Linked DNA regions of Mus musculus: all the other regions are linked to region 4. Evidence: chromatin contacts called from public promoter capture Hi-C data. All regions are on one chromosome and are shown on one strand. Each heading gives the region's core, a stretch centred on a gene start, on an enhancer-like site or on the middle of the called end of the contact. The rest is flanking DNA. Distances are from core to core; before and after follow the strand shown.

What was found. Promoter capture Hi-C pulls out the DNA fragments that hold promoters and counts their contacts. Capture Hi-C pulls out chosen DNA fragments and counts their contacts.
Region 1: a promoter capture Hi-C map of liver shows a contact between it and region 4, with 5 times the contacts expected there. The contact joins the promoter of Arpc5 here to the promoter of Rnf2 in region 4. A contact is called at or near these places in 8 of 39 promoter capture datasets (the 3T3-L1 cell line, the HPC-7 cell line, embryonic stem cells and 4 more), 5 of 484 Hi-C or Micro-C datasets (CD4 T cells, embryonic stem cells, liver and 1 more), 3 of 115 datasets of contacts at active chromatin or transcription factors (extraembryonic endoderm stem cells, memory CD8 T cells and pro-B cells) and 3 of 9 other capture datasets (adipose tissue, liver and pancreatic islet).
Region 2: a contact with region 4 is called in a promoter capture Hi-C map of pre-B cells, with 5 times the contacts expected there. The contact joins the promoter of Shcbp1l here to the promoter of Rnf2 in region 4. A contact is called at or near these places in 5 of 39 promoter capture datasets (the 3T3-L1 cell line, HPC-7-derived erythroid cells, hippocampal neurons and 2 more).
Region 3: a promoter capture Hi-C map of pre-B cells shows a contact between it and region 4, with 4 times the contacts expected there. The contact joins the promoter of Smg7 here to the promoter of Rnf2 in region 4. A contact is called at or near these places in 5 of 39 promoter capture datasets (hematopoietic stem and progenitor cells, liver, neutrophils and 2 more), 2 of 484 Hi-C or Micro-C datasets (CD4 T cells and CD8 T cells) and 1 of 9 other capture datasets (adipose tissue).
Region 5: a promoter capture Hi-C map of adipose tissue shows a contact between it and region 4, with 5 times the contacts expected there. The contact joins the promoter of Lamc1 here to the promoter of Rnf2 in region 4. A contact is called at or near these places in 6 of 39 promoter capture datasets (the 3T3-L1 cell line, the HPC-7 cell line, liver and 2 more), 1 of 484 Hi-C or Micro-C datasets (embryonic stem cells) and 1 of 9 other capture datasets (adipose tissue).
Region 6: a contact with region 4 is called in a promoter capture Hi-C map of adipose tissue, with 3 times the contacts expected there. The contact joins the promoter of Dhx9 here to the promoter of Rnf2 in region 4. A contact is called at or near these places in 2 of 39 promoter capture datasets (neutrophils and pre-B cells), 1 of 484 Hi-C or Micro-C datasets (CD4 T cells) and 2 of 9 other capture datasets (adipose tissue and liver).
Region 7: a contact with region 4 is called in a promoter capture Hi-C map of pre-B cells, with 2.6 times the contacts expected there. The contact joins the promoter of Rgl1 here to the promoter of Rnf2 in region 4. A contact is called at or near these places in 2 of 39 promoter capture datasets (the C10 cell line and pre-B cells).

Annotation. Positions count from the first base shown.
Region 1 is chr1:152,765,094-152,767,962 of GRCm38.p6, forward strand. It overlaps Arpc5 (actin related protein 2/3 complex, subunit 5), which reads left to right and starts at 1,449. Exons shown (of 4, transcript NM_026369.2): 1 at 1,449-1,774. The coding sequence starts at 1,632. It also overlaps a transcript of Rgl1 not described here.
Region 2 is chr1:153,423,825-153,426,634 of GRCm38.p6, forward strand. Shcbp1l (Shc SH2-domain binding protein 1-like) reads left to right here and starts at 1,385. Exons shown (of 10, transcript NM_001033162.2): 1 at 1,385-1,762. The coding sequence starts at 1,400.
Region 3 is chr1:152,901,191-152,904,119 of GRCm38.p6, forward strand. It overlaps Smg7 (Smg-7 homolog, nonsense mediated mRNA decay factor (C. elegans)), which reads right to left and starts at 1,456. Exons shown (of 23, transcript NM_001160256.1): 1 at 1,319-1,456. The coding sequence starts at 1,347.
Region 4 is chr1:151,499,441-151,502,378 of GRCm38.p6, forward strand. Rnf2 (ring finger protein 2) reads right to left here and starts at 1,551. Exons shown (of 7, transcript NM_011277.3): 1 at 1,279-1,551.
Region 5 is chr1:153,331,451-153,334,150 of GRCm38.p6, forward strand. It overlaps Lamc1 (laminin, gamma 1), which reads right to left and starts at 1,336. Exons shown (of 28, transcript NM_010683.2): 1 at 678-1,336. The coding sequence starts at 1,089.
Region 6 is chr1:153,486,387-153,489,198 of GRCm38.p6, forward strand. It overlaps Dhx9 (DEAH (Asp-Glu-Ala-His) box polypeptide 9), which reads right to left and starts at 1,274. Exons shown (of 28, transcript NM_007842.2): 1 at 1,147-1,274.
Region 7 is chr1:152,623,957-152,626,880 of GRCm38.p6, forward strand. Rgl1 (ral guanine nucleotide dissociation stimulator,-like 1) reads right to left here and starts at 1,261. Exons shown (of 18, transcript NM_016846.4): 1 at 1,028-1,261. The coding sequence starts at 1,054.

The sequences.
Region 1 (2,869 bases), core at 199-2,698, 1.3 Mb after region 4:
AAAATTAGATTCAGCCCTTCAGAATCTTGGGATCTCTTTCCCCAGCAAGAATAAAACCTATCATTAGGTAGTTTATGAAGCTCGTGCTACATAACCCATAACACATTGCACACATATGCAGAATTTTAGAGTCTTTTCGAAGCATTTCCACGTATTGAGCCCTGGGAACATCCTTGTGAAAAGCACATTAGCCCCATCTTAGTACTAAGAAATCCAAGGTTCCAATTTTTAAGCAACATGCCTCAATCATGCAGATTATGAGAGCAGAAAAGTCGAGACTCAGCCTGCTTTTTGATCCCAAGCCCAGTGCTCTTTTCCAGTACGGCAGAGCAAACGAGAAAACTCAACAGGATGACATCCAGCCTTCTGCTATACGTGAAACCAGGTGGTTCTGCATCGAAGCAGGGCAAAGCCAAATGTCTGAATTAATTTTATTCTGTAAATACTTGTACTACGGTATATTACACAGAGCACAGCTATTATTTGATTAATCTTTGTGCCTCTGCCTCCTCAACAGAAGCTCTGATCTCACAAACCGGAATATGGAATATAGCAAAAAGCTGATTTGACGTGCTTCCAGGAACCTTAAACAATAAATAACAACCTTGAAAGTCCAGTCTCTATTAATCCTTGCACTCGCTATTTTCCCTCAGCACTGAAGAGCCTAACTCGCCCACCCTCTTCTGGCATTCTTGCTCCAAATAACTACTTATTTTAAGATGTGATGACTGATTCTAGAAAATGCTACAAGTTTGCCCCAATTTCACTACCTGGCCCAAGCGTCTTTTCCCTCCCTCCAGATGGAGAGAATACCTAGTTCAGATTCTGCAGGTCCGGTCGCGATGCTGTCACACAGCACTGACAGGTAAGAAGTGACCTTTTCGATTCCGTCCTTGGGGACCTCCCACCGACAGCGTGCCAAGAGTCCAAGCCGGGGAAGGGGCTCTCAGCTCGGGAAGGCAGCCCCCGGCGGCGCACGGTCCGAATGGAGGGCTCCGATCACTAGTTCCGAGCTGGGCATCACTTTGCCTCATACTCCTGCAGACTGCAGGGGACTAGGTTCTGCAGCCAGTCCATCGCACCCCACGCGCGAGTCCGGTCACCCACACTTCACACCGGACCCCAACAACCAGCGGCTGGCACCGACAGCGGCGGCGGCAGCAGCACTCCAGGCCACGCTCCCGAGGTGCCCATAGCCTCCAGCCCAAGACCCCCCGCAAGGCAGGACCGCAGAAAAGCGTTTCTATGGGAACGTCCCGGGCATCACGTGATGCTCCCCGGCGACCAATCGCGTCTCCGCGCCGCCTCTGCCAGCTTTCTGTCGACCCGCCGCCCCCGCCTCCTTCTCCAGCCCCGCCCCTTTCCTGCAGCGGGCCCGCGCGTGCGCGGTGCGTCCCGCGCGCTCCCCTGCCGACGCGCGCTCCCGGGGGACGCGGGGGCGGAGCGGGGGCTGAAGGATGGCTGCAAGCAGAGGAGGAGGCCGAGCCCGCTAGCGCGCAGGCCCAGAAGCTTGCAAGCCGCGGCTGCCGGCGACGCCCCAGAGCGGAAGAGGGAAGTGAGTCGGACCGGGCTGGGCTCGCTAAAGGAGAGGCACCGCGGAGGGGCAGGCCAGCGTCGCGTCGCGATCCGGGATGTCGAAGAACACGGTGTCGTCGGCCCGCTTCCGGAAGGTGGACGTGGACGAATATGACGAGAACAAGTTCGTGGACGAGGAGGACGGCGGCGATGGCCAGGCCGGGCCCGACGAGGGCGAGGTGGACTCGTGCCTACGGCAATATCCTTACGCTCGCGGCGGCCGGGGGTTGTGGGGACGCGGGGCCACGCGACCGGCTGTGCCCGGCTCTAGGTGGGGACGGAGGACAGGAGCTCCCGGGGCCAGCAGGCCGCCTGTACCCCGCGGCCGCGCCGGCGAACTTACCGGCGGCGCCCCGATTCCTCAGGTGCGCGGTCCTAAGCGGCCGCGCCCTCCCCGGGGCACCGCTGGTGTCCTAGTGGGCACCTGAGCCAGTCTCTGCCCGGTGGGGACACGGGCGTCCCGCTTGGAGTCTTGCTTTCCTGTCCGGTGTGTGTGGTTGGCGGAGCGGGGATAGTTTATCCCTAGCCAGGAGAGATGGAGCGGTTCGCAAATCGAGGCCCTCGGTACATTCAGCCCCGGGGCTATTTCATCGGCAGCATTGTTTATTAAGAGAGAAGGGCTTTGGCAAGGTGGCATTATAATTCATGAACGAGCCGAAGGGAGTTTTCTTCTCCAAAATTCCCAGTTAAAGCTTGGAACCTTTCACCTGCTAAGAAAAGGCCACTAAAAAAGGGATAGCGAATGCATGCAGAGAATCCCTGGGAATAATATAAGATGAACCCCAGTGAATAAAGCAGAGAATGAGTCGGTTCTATAAATCAACATTGTTTTTCTGAAATTGTTTCCCTTCTAGTTAAAACATGGCTGTCAGTTCCTGGTTCCTTGGTTTGCATATCTGAATATTCATAACCTCGAAATTCATTTGCATCGATCCCTTAGAAAAATAGAATGTTACAAAAATCCAAACTGGAGCTTTAGAAAAATCGTATTCATTAAGTCTGTTCATACAGCTCTCCCCTCATCAATTTTCTACTAGATTATAATGAAGAAAGTGAGCAAAAACAGTGGTAACCACAGCATCAAACGTACATATATGTGCAGTATAGGTTTAACTTTCATTACCATAACTTTCACAGTTGTTACTAATTTGATTATTTGTTAAAATACTTGGGTTTTTTTTTTCTTTAAAAGACCATGCAGGCTTGACAGTAGTTTATTACCTACTGTAGATAATTTTTTATTAGACCCTTTGCACAGAAATGGTGAGCTTATTCTTTGTTTGTTTGGGTTTTT
Region 2 (2,810 bases), core at 135-2,634, 1.9 Mb after region 4:
AACTAATACTAATAAAATAATTATTTTTTCAAAGAAAGGAAGAGGAAAGCATTTAAAACAAAATAACAAGAGTAAGCAGAGGGTGGCAGTGGGTGCCTATCACCATAGTGCCTGGGAGGCAGATGAAGGGCCCTGCAAGCTTGAGGCTCAGTCTACACAACACACCAGGCAAGCATGGACTGCACACACACACACACACACACACACACACGCGAGGTAATGAATTAAAAGAAGAGAAAACCAGCCCTGTAATAGATTTTATTCGAATGGGTGGTCTTGGGTGGTTATAATGGCACCATTTTAAAGAAGGTCACAGACTCCAGACAAATACAGTGAAGTGTGAATACAGAATAATTGAAGTCCTAATTGTTTTCTGCACTACAGTAACACGATACAAACGGGAATGTCTCCTTCAAAATAAACTCACAACTTCACACAGTGTCCTTCCAAGTGAGCGAGAGGGAAGGCAGGTGTTTTCCCAAGTCACCTCAGCTCGGGGGCTGTGCGCCCAGCACAGAGTCCAGATAGAGTAAACAGACGGTATTCCAACGGGCTCAATACACAAGCAGTCTCACATACCGGGAACTGGAGTCCTGATGCTCATCAAAGGCCGTGAGCAACATTTAGGAAAATGCGCTTACTCACCGTCGCCACCGCTGAAATACGTGTTGATAAGGGTTGCAGTACTGTAAACACCCATCAGGGAGAATTCTGAGCAGCTCCACAGACTAATTTGACCCATTGACTTAATCACATCTTCACACACACACACACACACACACACACACACACACACACACACACACACACACACACACACACACAGAGCAATTTGTTTATGATATGAAGGGACGCCTAAACTGAGATCCGCGTGGAAAGGTGATCCCGGGTGCCTACATCTATCCGCAGTTTTCTCTGGTAATAACCAGCTGGTCCCAGTCACAAATGCTTCCTAGAATAAAAGTATGTTTCCTTTGGCTGGGGGGAGGGGGTCTGATTCAATCGGTAGAGTGCTTGTCTAGCAGGTAATGAACCGCCCCATTGAGTGGGGCGGGCCTGTGAACCCAGCACTTGAGAGGGAGAGGCAGGAGAATCAGAAATTCAAGGTCATCCTTGGCTACCTAGGGACTTCGTAGCTTGCCTGGCCCTGAAATGTTTCAGGACTTAAGGGTGGATGGGTGGGGACCAACGAGCTCCTAGGTTCTGCCATTAGGCGATTCCAAGGATCAATGGGCGGGGTCAGAGGCAGGACCCCGCCCCTATCCCCGCCTCTGCGCAGCGTGCTCCCACCGCCCCCGCACCTGCCTTCATTTCCCGCCCACGCATGTGCTCGCCCGCGGAGCGCGCACAGGCTGCGTGGTCCCACGAGGGGAAGGCGGCCAACGGCTGCGGCGCGAACATGGAGTCGGATGCCACGACCTCAGAGCCCAAGGCCTCGGTCGGGAGTGACAGCTCGCCAGCGGAGCAGACTGTCTTAGCCACCCTCCGGGACTCGGTGGCCGCGCCCACCAGGGGCTTCATGTCCCCCGTGCGCTCGGTAGTGGCCTCCCCGCGCCCCGTGAAGGGCAAGGCGGCACGGCGACGGCTCCAGCTCCCACCGGTCACCCAAGCCGAAACATGTGACGAGGAGCCCGTGCCCGCGGTGCCTGAGGACCAGGAGGAAGCGCAGCCCCTGCCACCGATCTACGCATCCCCCATGAGGGGCATGTGGCGCAGCGAGAAGGTGGCTCTGTACTGCGACCAGGTGCTACAGGGCTCGAAGGTGCGAAGCTGCAGAGGGGCCAGCTCCGGGAGGTTTGGGTCTTTCCCACAGCAGGGAAAGCAAATCTGTCCCTTCAAAACAGTCTTTTGGGGGAAAAAATCAGTCTTTTGGAGTCAAGGGGTACAGAATGCCACCTTGGCCACCTTAGTCGTTGCCCAGACCCTCAGCTCCTGCCCTAGAGGACTTGACTAACCCGTTATACAAAATTGTCAGCTAAAATGACACCTCCTAAAAGATGAGGCCGTGAAGCGCTCGTCACAGTCTGGGCATACATCTTACTGTCCACTCAAATACACAGAGCTCGGTGTCCACACACCCTAGTGTCCACACGTCTCGTTGTTAACACACCCTAGTTTTTAATACATCTTCATATTAGGCCCAAACATAAAGCTAATATTACGTTGGAATTGTGAAAATGGCAGCTAGAGAGACAGCTCCTTGGTTAAGAACATTTGCTGTTCTAGTAGAGGGGTCAATTTTCCTGTCCCAGAACCCACAAGGTGACTCCCATCCATCCGACACTCCTGTTTCAAGGGATCCCAGATCCTCTCCTGAGCCTTCCCAGGCATCAGGTGCAAGGGTGGTGTGAATACACGGATGCACATAAAAACAGGCGTAAGATGTCCCCAGAATGGTTCCCAGTCAGCAAGTCACGATGTAGACAGGTGTTTTGCATGGAAAGAGCCTGATAACACCAAACAGGGTGGCACACGCCTTTAATCCCAGCACTCGAGAGGCAGAGGCAGGCAGATCTCTGAGTTCAAGGCCAGCCTGGTCTACAGAGAGTTCCAGGACAGCCAAGGCTACACAGAGAAACCCTGTCTCAAAAAAAACAAAAAACAAACAACAACAACAACAAAAAAACCCCACCAAACAGAACAAATAGCATACATTTTAATACTGCATTTTATTTAAAGTATAGCAAAAGAATTTGTGTACAAGTATATTCGTTGCAGCGATGGGTATAAAAATTGGCTGAGCATGGTGACTCATGCCTTGTTTGTCTTTTGTAGACCAGGTTGGGCCAGAACTCACAATAATCCACCTG
Region 3 (2,929 bases), core at 206-2,705, 1.4 Mb after region 4:
TACCACAGAACAACATCAATTCTCTTGCAATATAAATATATATATGGGACCACTCTTAACACATCGACTTCCACATCACTTATGTCTAAACAGCTAAAGAAAATCTTACTCAGTTATCTACCCATTCAATTCTCTTCTCCTCAAGGTTTCAACTCACTTTTTAAAAGTATCTTCCCAAATAAGACCTGCTATTTAAAAGAAAAACACTGTTCCTGAAAGACAAAAAGGCCAGTTTGTAAGTTCCCAGTCTTAGCAACTCCTCCATTAGCCTCAGGCACTAGCAACCTTATTTCCCATTGTGAAGGCTGTATTTTCCCCTCTAGTTTCCTCCAAGCTCTCACTCAAAATCCGTCAAACTATTCTGACTGCACACCAGCTGCTGTCTTTCCATTCAAAATGTTCTCGACGTCGGTGTTAATGCATGTGAGTCTTCTTTAAGTGTGCATCAATCCCTGCTTCCCCTCCCTTACCCCAGACACTCACACACACACACACACACACACACACACACATACACATACACACGCACGCACCCCCAGTACCCATGGGTCACTCTATCTCCTTCATACAAGTTCCTTACATCGCACCTAATGAATGCACACGACTCTCAGAATGGTATCTTCCAACTACAGTTTCTTTCGAGAACATCACCTTGTTCGTAGCACCTCCCTCTTCCCTCGTCTCCCCATCCTTTTTCCCCCTTTCCGGGCTCTCCGACCCCTCTAACTCTGGACAGAAGGCATTATTTCTCCTCCTTCCAGCCCGCGACTAAAGAACAAGCTCGCGTTTCCTGCGGGCTCCCCTTCCTCTCATTTGCCCTCCAGAATGCGCCCTCCCAACCCCCAGGTGTGCCGACTTCCATCCTCCTCTCTCCTGCATCGCCCCGGCCAGCACACCACGTTTCCCGGGCCGTGGGCTCCAGACCCCTTCACACCCACCTCGACTCTGGGTCGCTGCCGGCTCTCCTCTCCCCTACCCCGGCCCCGCAGCCTGCGACCAGAGGCGCGCGCGCGCGCGCGCACACGCACACACACACACTCACACACACGTTCTCGTCTCCCGCTTCCCCAACCTCCCTCCGCTCCTCGCCCGGCTTCCCCCGGAGCGCGGCTCGCCCGGCTTCCCGGGGGCCAGGCAGCCATGTGTGTGCCCGCCCCCTCCCGCAGCCGCCCGCTCGGCCCCGCGCTCGGCCTCCCCGCCCTGGGGACAGAAGGACGCCGCGACTCCCCCACCGCTTCCGAGTCCGCCGGTCCTCGGCCCCCCGAGAGCCTCCCCTTCCCCCGTCGCCACCACGCCTCGGCCAAGCTCCGGCGCTCACCGGAGATACTGCGCGCTCTGCAGGCTCATCCTCCGCCGCCGCGTCTCGCCGCGAAGCCTCCGTGGGTCTCTCAGGCTCCTCGGAGCGGCCCCGCGGCCCCGCGGGTGCTGGCGGTCGCCGCCATCTTCCTCTCCTCCGACTCCTCCTCGCTTGGCGCGGGGTGGGGGGGGGGGAGAGTGAGTGAGGCGAGGGGGAGGGAGTTGGGGGGAGCGGCTCCGGCAGCGGCTGCGGCTCTGGCCTGTGGGGCGCAGGGACGCTCCGGCTCCGGAGGGGGGGGGGAAAAAGAAGGGGAAAGGGGCGGGGAAAGAGGAGGGGAGAAGCAGAGGAAGGAAGTCGGGTTCGCTCTCGCGAGACTTCAGCAGCGCCGGTCCCTCTGGGTGCTTTCCGCCGCTCTGTAGCGCTCCCTCTTGGGATCGGCGAGCGGTGCGGTGCCCGCGCGCCGGCCGAACGATCCGGTGCTGGTGCCCGGCGGCCTCCTAAGGCTCCGTCCTGTTCCTCCCGGGCGCGGGGGCGGCCCCCGGCTCACCGCGGACATCGAGCCCAGAGCAGCCCGGAGTCACACTCAAAGCCTTCCGCCCGGCCACCCGCCCACTTCTCACTTCCTTCCTTCTTTCTTTTTTTTTTTTTTCCCACTCCTCCACTTTCCCCGCCGGAAACGCCACCCCTTCCTCCTACAGTTCCGCCCGCCAATTCCTCGACTCCGGTCGTCCCCTCGCGCGCCGGAGAGTGACGCAGAGGCCTCCCCCGTTTCAGCCGCCCCTCCCCGGGCACTCTGGGAGAAGGTTGGGGGGGGGGGGGGGAATAGGGCGGAGCCCAGGGAGAAATAGAAAGGAAAACCAATCCGATTGGGCAGGCCGCTGCCATGGAAACTGGAGGCTGTGGTTGTATTGTCATAGTAACTGCCGTGTGTAGACAGGGTGACCCTCCCGTAGAGAAACGGGTTCCCTGGAAACTGCCCAGGATTCCCCACTTGGATTCCCTGCCTTTTTAAAAGCCAGAAGTCGAAATGGTTATCCGAGTAGGAAAGTCCATTTCTTCCTCCCTTACTCTCCCAGCAAAAATTGGGGGAGACCCCGAAGCATTCATTTTAGGCATTGCCAGTCCCCCAAGGGTGGAAACCACCTCCATCGTTGCCTATCTGAGCCGGGTAGGGAGAGGGCCGGGCCCGAGAAGAAAAGGCAGGTTATGAAGGCCGGCGGCGAGTGGGTGGGAACGAGAAAGCGAGGGCGATGCTGCGAAGTCAGAGGAAAGGGAAGGGGCTTCCCCACCACTGTTTGAGGCTGGGCAGCGGGATCCCGCCAGAAGCGGGTCCCTAAGGGAAGAGACGGGCACATGACAACCGAGATGCGGCTCCGGCGATCGCGAATGTTCGACTTTTTGTAGCCGGTCGACCCTTGCCTAATTCCTACTCGATATCACCGGCGAGACCTCCCGTAGGCGACTTAGTGAGAGCTCGAACCCAGCCTAGGAGGCTAACACGCAGTTCTTAGGCATTTAGAATGGAGAGCGATCAGAAAGGCTGATGACGTTCTTTCCAGAGGTACCCTCAGAGAGAAAAGACGCTCCGTCATCGAAGGTTGATCTCCAAAGACCCCCTCCTCAAAAACATCT
Region 4 (2,938 bases), core at 301-2,800:
CTCAGTATCGAGTATGAGGCCAGCTTGCCTGGACAATACTGAATGGGTCGCTGGCAAAAGTAAATAAATAAAAATAAAATAAATCTCAAAATACTGAATGGGTCGCTTGCAAAAGTAAATAAATAAAAATAAAATAAATCTCAAAACCCGACATTTGCTTTATTAAAATATTCAACAATTACAAATAATTAGATACCAATTCCACTAAGTACTCCAGTTGATTATCTCGAAACTATCAAAAAATAATTGAATGCAAATGACTTATGGTACTTTTAATTAAAATATGGCTTAAATTACTTGACACTATGCCTTCCTTTTTTTTTATTTCAAAAGAAATAACCGCATACCAAATACTTAAAAGCCTAGCTAAGCTTTTTCACACACCGTGTAGAAAGTCTGACATTTCCACAACAAGTCACAAGGCATACAAACTTCCGACAGCTTCTTTAAAAAGACACCCAACGGGGCTTCGGGGACATGAATCGGTAATCTGTTCCGGTGGGCAAAAGCAAAGAAAGGAACCTCAAAGTTTCCAAGACCGACCTTTTTTTTTTTTTTTTTTTTTAAACCAACAACAATATCTCTGCGAGTATGAAGGCGACTTCTGAAGCGAGGAAACGATTCTAACAAGGGCCGGGACTCGGGAGCCGACAGGCAGAGGGAGTGGACCAAGGATTTCGGCAAACACAGCCCGGGGTCAAAACGCGAAGCAGCTCGAACCCACGGAGTCGCCCCCTCCCCCAACACCGCCTCCAGGGTGAGCCCGTGGCTCGCGGAGGCGGCAACAGATACTCCGGGGCAGGCGGCGGCTCTCCAGGAATGTGGGGCCGAGAGGGGATCCCGAGCCCACCCCGGTGCCAGGTCCCAAAGGAGAGCTGTCGGCCCGGAGCGCCCCTCCCCGCCCCCACGGCGCCGACCTCCGGGCCCCGCGAGCAAGCCCAGGGCTAAGTTCTCCCAGCGCTCCGGTGCCGCCCTCGAGGCCCCGGCCGCCGTAAGCCCAGGGCCGCGCGGGTGCGCTTCCCCGAAGGGCTCCGGACGCTTCGCCAGCCCGGTGCTCACGGGCCGCGAACAATGAGCCCTCCCGGGCGGGCCGCGAGCGGCGGAGCGAACGGCCGGGGGCGGCGGCGCCATCGCCTCACGGCCCCTCGCGGCCGCGGACACACACACACACACACACCCCCAGCCCCGCCGCCGCTCGGGCCGCGGCCCGTTCCGGGTGCCCCTGCCCCAGCCCGCCGCCCTCGCAGACGTCGCCATCCCCCTCCCTGCCTAGCTCACCGGCTCCTGCCCCAGCCCGGGGGTGCGCTGGCAGTGGCCGGAGCGAGACTCGAGAATCAACCGCCGGCGCCGCCGCACAATATGGCGAGTCTCGGCTTCCGCAATGGAGCTCGGGAAATACAACAGGGGCCGCTCAATATTCATGAGAGACTGGGGAGGGGGGAGCCGGCTCGGCCGGAGCTGCGGGGAGGGCGGGAAGGAGCGAGCGAGCGAGCGAGCGAGCGAGGAGGCGGAGGCGCGGGACGCGGACGCGCACCGCGCGGGGAGGCCCCTGGCGTAGGGGAAGGGGCGTGCCTAGTGCAGGCCCGGACCGCCGGGCCACGCCCACACCCTGGCCCTGGCTCCGCCCCCGCCCGTGGCTACAGCTCGCCAGACGCCCCCAGCGCCGGCGCAGCCCCCAGCCAACGCCTGCTGACTTGGGCGTCTTCTTTCTGTCTGTTTCCCCCGTCCTGGAGCCTTTCTGGGCCTGTCTGAGCCCACAGGTTGCGCCTTCCCTCCCGCTGCTGAGGTTTCGATTTGGGCTTCCAGCCCCTGACTTCGTCCTCGTCCTCGTAGTCATCCCAGCCCAAGTAAATCCTCAGGGTTTCTGCTGCAGAACTTTCCGGACTTTGGATCTCTAAGGCATACAAAGCCAGCAAGATCTAAGGAAAGTGACCTTCAACTCTGGAAATAGGCGCTTGTTAGTACGTCCCTAATGATCTCCTTGCTACTCTTTATATCGACCTCCTTGACGCTTTCAGTGTTCTGAATTTGAAAATATAAGTAGCCATAGATAGTTGTCATTACCACCACCACTACCCAAAAAAATAGCCTGCAAGTTGTCACTCGGTAATTCCTGCATTTAACTTTTAAGTAACACGTAGGAAAAAAAGTTCCCTAACTTCAAAATGTTTCATTGGTCATGGTCTCTTGAAAGGATAATCAAGAATAGCAGATGATAAATGGGAAGGCACTTAATTTGCACTGCACTGAAATTGGGCGAGGTGGCTTATAGCTTCCAGTAACGTTATTATGGAATTCCTTTTCTGTGGCTTAAAATTTTCTTACTTATTGTATTATTCGGGGTTTTCTATAGAAACAACTAATAGAATGCATATATATTAAATATATTCAGCATATAGAGAGGGGGGATATTAAGTATATGCAATATAGAGAGAGGTGGGGTGGGTATTAGAGTGGCTTACAGGCTGTGGTCTAAGCCAACAGTACTGTCTCCAAACTACAAGGTGAAGAACCTAGTAGTTTTAAGCCCTTGGTGCTGGCTGTGTCAGCGGGTCGTTGGCCTATGTTGGAATCCAAAGAAGTGTTTTTTAATATCAGTAAAGTAATGTCTCAGCATCAGATCTTGCTGGCGAAAGCTTTCTACTCACCCCTTCCTTTTTTGTATGCTACCACAGAAGGTGTGGCAAAGAGTTCAGATGGGACTTCAAGGCTTGAATGATCCAATCAAGAAAACATTCACGAGTGTGCTCAGTTGTTTGGTGTTTTGTTAATCCCAGATGTGACCAACCAGGATTGGTGCTCACACTTACTGTCCACTCTAGCAATTTAAAAAGCCCAAGGTTAAACTTTTCCCGGGATGTGAATCAAAGCCAAAATAACCCCGAGTGTTGTGTTCCTCCATCCTCTGGAGACGGGTAGTCTGGAGCAGAAACACTGA
Region 5 (2,700 bases), core at 86-2,585, 1.8 Mb after region 4:
TTTACACCGGAACAAAACTGCCCTCAATTACAGAGAGTGTCTTCATTACCTTTCTGTTTTCTCCCAACTAGGATTAGCAGTGAAACAGCTCCTAATTAAGGCTGAACAGCTCTGAAGAACAGTAACTTTAAAAGTGAACTTCCACTTTAATTACACATAGAAATACCGGCGGCAAAGGCATTTGCTCCCCTCAAATTCCCCTATCAAAACTAAGAGCAATCATTCTCAACCCTGGAGACAGACAAACATTTTAAAGACAAGTGTTTGAAAGTGGACCTTCAAGACTCTAATGTAAGCATGCTATGTGATAGTCCTGTCCTGCCAGGATGAGTGTTTCATTAGCGCCTCAGGGTGCAAAAGGGGGTGGGGGGGTGTTGGTCCAAAATCCTAACTGCTGAAATAGAAAAGAATCAACGGAACGAGAATCCGGTTGGACTAGAAAGAGTAAGAAAAAAAGAGAGAGATGCTAGCGTGGGACATGGTGGCCCTCACCGGATGTTCAAAGCGAGATGAATTTTAGAAGTTGGAGAAAGGAATTTCTGTGTGTGGCCCACGCTGGAGAACAGACCGTCAGCACGCGGCTGGACAGGCCCCTCAGGCCGGACCAGCGGCTCCATGGATGCGGCCCCGGAGCTGGACCGTGAGCGAGTAGTGGGGACGGGGCTGTCATCGCTTACCCAGGTGCAGCGTGAGGTTGATGGAGTTGGGGTACTGCACCCCGGCCAGCATAGTCTGGCTTTGCCACCAGGTGGTGTCGGCCTGGTTGTTGTAGTCGGTCAGGAAGGCTGCCCCGTGTTGCAGGTGCTGCTGGCCGGCGTCGCACAGGTGACAGGACTTAGTGACTCCGGTCACCCCAGTCTGCACGCAGTACTCCTCGGGCGGAGTCCCACACGTGTTGGTAGCCACCACGGTCACATTGAAGGCGGCATTAACAAACTCCGGCATGCAGCGCTGCGGCCGCCCGCCCTCATCCGCGCACTCGTCCATGGCCGCCCGGACACAGCCCGCCACAGCCGCCAGCACAGCCAACAGCGGCCACAGCCGCCCCCGGGGCTGCAGGGCCAGCGCGGCCCGCCCGCCGCCCGTCATCCCGCTGCGCGCGGGCCCTCGGCAAAGGCTGGGGTGCCGCGCTGCACTCGCCTAGCGGCGTATCCCGAGGCCGATCCTCCGCTGCGGGCCGAGGCCGGGCTGTGGACCGGGCTGGAGGCCGAGAGCCGGACGCAGAGCCGATGGGTGGGCGTCCGAGCCAAGATCGCGCTGCCTCCGCTACCTCCCGGTGCGCAGCCTGCACTGTGCGCCGACCCCCGACTTCCGAGCGCGCACTCGAGAGCGCGCCCCAGGAGGAAGGAGAAGGGGGTGGGGTCTGCCCGGCGGGGTGGGATCTGGCGGTGGAGAAAACCCAAGGCCGGCCTCCTCGGCAGCTCACGCGGGCCAGGAGCTGCTCCCCGCCCTACGCGTCCTCCCCAGCGACTCCCGGCGGCGGCGGGGGCGGCCTGGAGGGCGGTGGGCCAGAGAAGCGAGATGGGAGGGGCGGGAGCCAGAGGACCGGGCGCGAGGTGGGCGGGGCGGTGGAGTAGGAGGGTGGGGTGCGAGGAGGGCGGGACCGGCAGCAAAAGGGAGGGGGGCGCGAGATGGAAGAGGCAAGGGGTCAAGTGGGAGGACTTCTGGATGGGCGTGACTAGAGGTGGGCTGGGCGAGGGGGTAAGAGGGAGGGGCCCAAGGTGGGCGGAGAGGGAGCGTGAGTGAGGGAAGGAGGGCGGGGCGTGGGGTGTGGGGTGCTGGGCAGTGCATGCTGGGAGGGTAGGGGCTTCGGTGGGTTGGGAACCCTCATCCAGGTCTTGTACCTTAGAGGATCTTGCCCTGGAGGGTATGAGGCTAAGAGGAGGTTCTTAAAGGGAGACGCAGGTGGGTGAGGTGGCCCGGAATCTGTGTTTTTGACTTCATGAGGACTTGGACCCTGGCCCAACCAGATGTCAGTCCTTACGGTATAGCTCAGCCACTACCTGACTCTGGAGCCTGAACACAGCGCAACGGTGCGGTGGCCTGCGTGACCTCGCCCTCCCCAGCCGTCCCGGGCATTGCCTCCTGTATCCCGGGGCAAGCCCTGCCCACGCTGAGGGGAGAGATCCCGAGGTGTCCAAGGGACTGGATCCCTGTGGAACACAGGGCTCGATCTCAGCTTCAGAGTCAATTTTGTGATTTCCTTGCTCTAAATTAAAATGTGACTGTCATTTAACCGGGCAAGGAAGGAAGTGAGAAGGCTGGGAATGGAATGACATTTTCCCCTGGATACGCAGACCTGCTTTGAAATTCTTCCACTCTGTTGTTTGTGTGTCCTAGCTTGCCTTTAAAAGACTCGAAATTATCTGGATTCTGACATCCTCCTCTTCGGACCTGCTGAGTCACAGAATATTGTCAGTGCCAGAATGACTCAGTTCCCAGAGCCCGAGCCAAAAGATCATGCGTTTTAGTCTCAGATCAGAACTACCTGCAGTGCTGATAGGACCAGCAGACAGGGGAAGGGAGGGTGCTGTAAAAATGAACCAGCTGAGAGCCGGGCTTGGCAGCACACTGTGCTAATCCCAACCCAAGATGCAAAGCAGACCAGCAAAGTGTAAGCTCCGGATCAGTAGTCTTTTTAAGATAATGATACTGATAGCTACAAGATGGCCCAGTGGGTAAAAGCACCTGCCACCAAGC
Region 6 (2,812 bases), core at 24-2,523, 2.0 Mb after region 4:
GTTCCAGGATAGCTGGAGCTATACAGAGGAAACCCTATCTCGAAAAACCAAAAAAACAAACAAAAACCCCACAACTTCTTTTACAGACCTAGAACTTATCCTCTTGTCGAGAGCCTAGATGGATGCCAAATTTTCCATCATGTCACATCTGCCCTGCTGTTTTGGCTCCAGAAATGCCTCCACTATTACTCGTTTGTTTTTCTACAGCTCCTCTCTCACTTGCCACCACTACCTGATACGTATACACGTATACTCGTATACACACACATATCGGAATAAATCAAATTTTGTTTTATGAGACAAGATTTCTATGTGTAGTAGCCCCGGACTCAAGAGATCGAACAATACCTTCCACCACCAAACCCCAGTGCTGGAATGAAAGGCTAGAGTCATGGCTCCCAATTTTGTGTTTTCATTCTTGCCACCCGGAAACAAATTCTTTCATCTCTTTTCGCACCCTCAGGTCACGTGGCCGGCCCTCCCTTCCTCCAGGAAGGTCTGGCCTTAGGCGTAACTGATCTCTCATTGCCCTTTGGAGCGGATACACTGTGCACCTCAAAGCCAGACTCAGGCTCGTGCACCCCTCAGACTGAGGCGCCCTCCCTTTCGACCGTTATCTACAGCGGGGCTATCCCGTTGCGCGGTGTAATTCCGCCATCACTTACTAAATCATGCATTCATTTTCCTACCACCTGCTCCTCATCCCGCCCCACCCAGCCATGCCCCGTCACCAGTGCGGAGCGGGAGGACCTGCAGCGAAGCCCCGGACCCCAAAGCGGGCACCCCCACGGGGCCCGGGTGTCCCGGATTAGAACCGCGGACGACCCCCCACCACCACGCGCCGGGTGGCGTCGAGCCGCTACCCCTACACGCAACTGATTACAGACACCCGCCGCCCGTCAGGCCGAGTGAGGAAGAGGCCTCCGAGAGCGGCCAGTCTGTGCAAGGAACCCCAGGGCCTAGGGCCACGGGAGCTCCGCTGCGCGAGGCGCCCACGGCCCGTAAATCCGGGTACCCGCCGCGCTGCCCCTCCCCCACACGCTCGCCCGCCCGCGCCTCACAACAAAGCCACGGCTGAGCCGCGGAGGCCGGCGTCGGCCCGCAGCAATGAGCCCGCGTCCGGGGCCGCAACGCCCCCTTTCTTACCCTCCTCCGCTTTTCCGTGCCCGAGAGCACAGCCTTCTTAGGCGAGTTCGCAGCGCCAACCTTCCACGAGAACGGCGAAAGAACACACCTCACCCGCATGGAAGCAGCGGCGAAATGGCTCCGACTGCAGGACCCAGGGGGCGGAGTCGGCGACTCGCGCCTGCGCGGTAGGCCAACTCCGGAGCCAGCACGCCCCGAGGGGGCGGGGCTTGAACCACTTCCGGGCGCCAAACCTGAGGTCGCGCGAGATCTGCTGGCCTAGGCCCATAATTTCCTGTCAGTCGCTAACCAGCTTGGTTTCTGGAAGTTATGTCTCCTTGCCTTTGTCTTTGTAGAGCAAGCTAGCCCACCACTTAACGCAGTCCACTTGCCTCCACCTCTGAAGGCAAAATTTAGAGACATGCCACCATGGATCTCCTTTTTGATAGTTTATCTTACGTAAGGGCAGTGTTACAGGATTAATCCTTTCAGAGTTTATCAGAATAGCCACTTTAAAATATGCCAAAGCAATGTATTTATGGGTGCTGTATGTTAAAATACAAGGACTGAAGTATTTCTGCTTCATCAAAATGCTGCAGGCAGCCGGGCAGTAGTGGCGCATGCCTTTAATCCCAGCACTTGGGAGGCAGAGGCAGGCAGATTTCTGAGTTCGAGGCCAGCCTGGTCTACAAAGTGAGTTCCAGGACAGCCAAGCCTACACAGAGAAACCCTGTCTCGAAAAACCAAAAGAAAAAGAAAAAAGAAAAGAAATAAAATGCTGCAGGCAGTGTGTAGCATGGTGGCACTTGCCTCCAGTCACAGCACCCAGGAAACAGAGACTGACAGACCTCCGTAAGTTCAAAACAGTCTGGTCTATGTTTAAGGAAGGCCAGGGCAACATAATGAGATCCTGTCTAAACAGCAAAGGAACAAAAACCTTAGAAGTTAAAAGCACTTGTTGCTCTTGTGGAAGGCTTGGATTCAGTTCTCAATCACACAGTGGCTCACACACAACCATAACCTCCATTCCAGGGGACCCAGCAGGTACAACCATGGTGCACTGACCTACAGGCCATAAGACATAAAGTAAAATGAATCTAAGACAAGAAAGAGAGCCCTGGCTTATTGGTTTATTGCCAGGGGTGGTGGTATATGCCATTAATCCCATTGTAGTAAAACCCATTACCCCACCAAAAAGAAAACCCTAGCTCAAGACACAACTTCTCCACTTACCTTTTGGCTGGGGAGAGGGACGAGGGACTCTTTTTTTTTTTTTTTTTTTTTTTCCAAGACAGGGTTTCTTTGTGTAGCCCTGGCTATCCTGGATTTGTAAACCAGGCTGTCCTGGGACTCACAGAGATCTGTCTGCCTCTGCCCCACCCCTCACCCCTCAGGCTGGGATTAAAGGCATGCTCCCAATTATCTCAAAATCCTGTGTTTTGTTTAGCTTCAAGTGAGAAGACTCTTGAGTTTAATACTTGTTTTGAGGGGTGTTGTATTTTTGAAGTACTGAAGAGTAACTCAAGGTTACCCTACTACTAAGCTACACTCAAGCCCAGCATCCCCAACCTAGTTGTCTGTTTGTTGTTGTTTTGTGAAAACTAGCATGCCTCAAGCCCCGATTTGATCTCCACCCATGCGAACAGAATTATGGAAACTTCCAAAGGAGAACGGTGTTTAAAACTCC
Region 7 (2,924 bases), core at 11-2,510, 1.1 Mb after region 4:
AAAGAGGGTCGTAGTGTGTGTTGTTGTTTTCTTCCCCCTTGGCTAACCACAATCTATCCCAGCTGCTTCCCTGCTTACAAAGGCTCTCCAAGCCTTTGAGTAAATCCTCCAAACAGAGCAACACAGGACACCCTGCAATAGGCAAGGCTGAGATTTTCTTGGCTGGCAGCCTTTTCCTGCGGTATCAGGAGCCTCCGACTTCTCCCTTCTCTGGTCAGTTACTTTTCCTAACCTAGCCACGTATCTTAAATCATCTTTTCAAGTTTTTTTTTTTCCTTCTTAAGGAAACTGTGGTTTAGTCCTGATCAACTCTGTCCACTTAAGTGAAAGGAAAAAATAACTCATTTGCAAAAACAAGAGTTTATACTTCTCAAAGTACACAAACATTTGAGCAATGTCGATGTTAAACTCCCTCAAACAAGTGTTTTAATACCAAGAGCCCTCTTTGGGAAGTGAAGTTGTACCTCTTTTTCTCCTCTTACTATTTTGAAACCCAAAAAAAAGTTATGTGGGGTATGGAAAGTTTTTATTTCCAGAAAGAAAAAAGGAAAAGAAAAGAAAAGAAAAGAAAAGAAAAGAAAAGAAAAGAAAAGCCCCTCTGGCAAGTGCCGAGAAAGCAAAACATCTTCATGCAGCTTCCACTGAAATTTACACAGCGACCCCCTGGATAGCCATGTCGCCAGCTAAACCTCGGATCTGTGTTAAAGGGCTGCCGCTGGGAAGCAGAGCGCGGCGCCGCTCCCCCAGACTGAGTTCTGTCCTTTCCAAGTTCTGCTCTCCTGACACGCATCTGCCTGTCCCAGACACCCCGCAGGCGATGCCTGAGAACACAGGCATCGTTTCTAGGGAGAAGAGGCACAGAGAGGGGAAGGACACAAAGCAGAATGAGAAAGCTCCTCTTAGAGAGTGGGGTCCGGGTGGCTCTGATCAGTTAGACAGTGCTCCAACAACCCGGCCCGAGAAAGCGGGAGATGGGACGAGTCCCCCAGCAGAGAAGCGTCAGGGGAAGGCGGGGAGCTGGCGTTACCATTTTAGCTTGCCAAAGTAATTTCATTCTCAGTTTTCTTTCCGGCACACGGACGCTGCATGGTGCGCCCTGCTCCGAGGCGGTCGGGGCGTCTCTCTGGCCCGGCTCCGGGTCCCCGCGCTTCCCACGCGCCTTGCTGCCCGACTGCCGCCGCCGCCGCCGCGCGCGACCGGGCCACAAAGGAGCGCCGGCCAGCGAGCAGGCAGCCCGGGAGCCCGCGGCAGCAGACTCCTCCCCGCCGCTCCGTGATGTCAGGCTTTCCTGTTTGTGCTTGTGAGCGCACTCTCCCTTTCGGAAGCCCCGCGGATCAAGGGAGCAAGCAATCGTTTCTCCAGCTCAGAGTGGTGGGGAAACGATGCTTTCAAGTAGACCGCTTCATCGGGGTTTCCTGGTGGCCACCAGGTGACAAAATAGAACCATGTGTGCCATGGGACATGTGCGCAGCCTCCGTCTGCTTTACTGAAGGAAACTGTTAGGGATTAGGGATTCTTGTGTGATCTGCTTGCTATTTGGAATTTACAGCAATTAAATCAGAGTCCCCTCGATTTGGGGGGAAGATTTTCATTAGGATAAAGTCAAAAGCTATCTGGGTATCTAAAAACCGTGCCCAGCGGCTCTACCCTGCCCCGCACCTGCAACTGCCTGGACTTGTTCCTACTGCCCACTCTTGTTTGTGGCTTTCTTGCTTTTTTTTTCTTTTTTTTAAACAAAAGGTGGTCCTGGCTAGCCTTGAACACTTAGAACTTTTCTGGCAATCCTCCTGCCTCTGTCTCTTGAGTGCTGAGATTACAGGCATGCATCAACTCCACCACCCAGTCTGATAAGGCTTACTGGCTACTGCTGGTGAGAGCAGAGAGTTTTGCAGGATCTGACAGTTTGTGACAGAGGCCATAAGTGGTCCTAGGGGTTTCTGGAGCCTCTGTGAGTAGCCATGGGGGGTGTGCACTGTGGGGACACAGAGGGATAATCACTGTAGGGAAAGCCTTTCAAAGGACAATGCTGAAAAGAATTTTATCTTAACACAATAGTCTGTGGGGGACAATACATTACACTTTAAAAGATCTAGTTTCAATAAATCAACAGCAAGAGATAGCCCATAGTCAGGTAGCCAAACTGTACCTGTCAGAACTCCACACCAATTACAAAAATGTCATGTTTTACACATGTCAAACTGAAAAGGACCTCCTCCAGATTGCTGTGCTGAGCTTTGGTTAGTACTGAATATACCATGAGCTGAAAAGTTAGGCAATCAGTGCACTGATGTCTCCAGAAGGGCATCAGAAATGACAGAGGCTACACCAAGCAAGCAAAGGATCTCTGCACACTGAAGGATGTCTTCAAGTCAGTCAAACGCTCCTCATAAAGACCCATGCTTCAGGAGTTCAAGACTGTAGAGAGAATGATCTTTTACAACCAAAGTGGATGTTTCTATAATTTAAATATTAAACACACATACACACACACACACACACACACACACACACACACACACACACACATTCCTTCTGCTGTGCTCAGTACTCAGAACAGAGTGTCCCAGGAGCCAGAGGGAAAACATGTGGCGGCCCTACCTCAGGCTTCTTATCTGCCTCAGGGCCCCAGGTCACACCTAGATGAGTCTCCTTGGTGATTCTGAAGACCTCAAGAGGCAGCCCAGGACAGATGAGCAACACTTCAGTTAATTTCACCACCGCTGTAACCTAATCTGTGCTGCAAGTTTTAAGACTGTTGAAAAACTTCTTCACAAAAGCAGTTTCTTCTCCAGAAATTCCTGGGAAAGGTGGCTTGGGCCTCACAAGCCTCTCAGGCTGTAGCTCTCCCTTCTTCTCATCCTATTGACTTGGGTTCTGGCTGTAAAGGGAATGACAACAGAACCCAGTTCAAGCCCAGCCTTCAA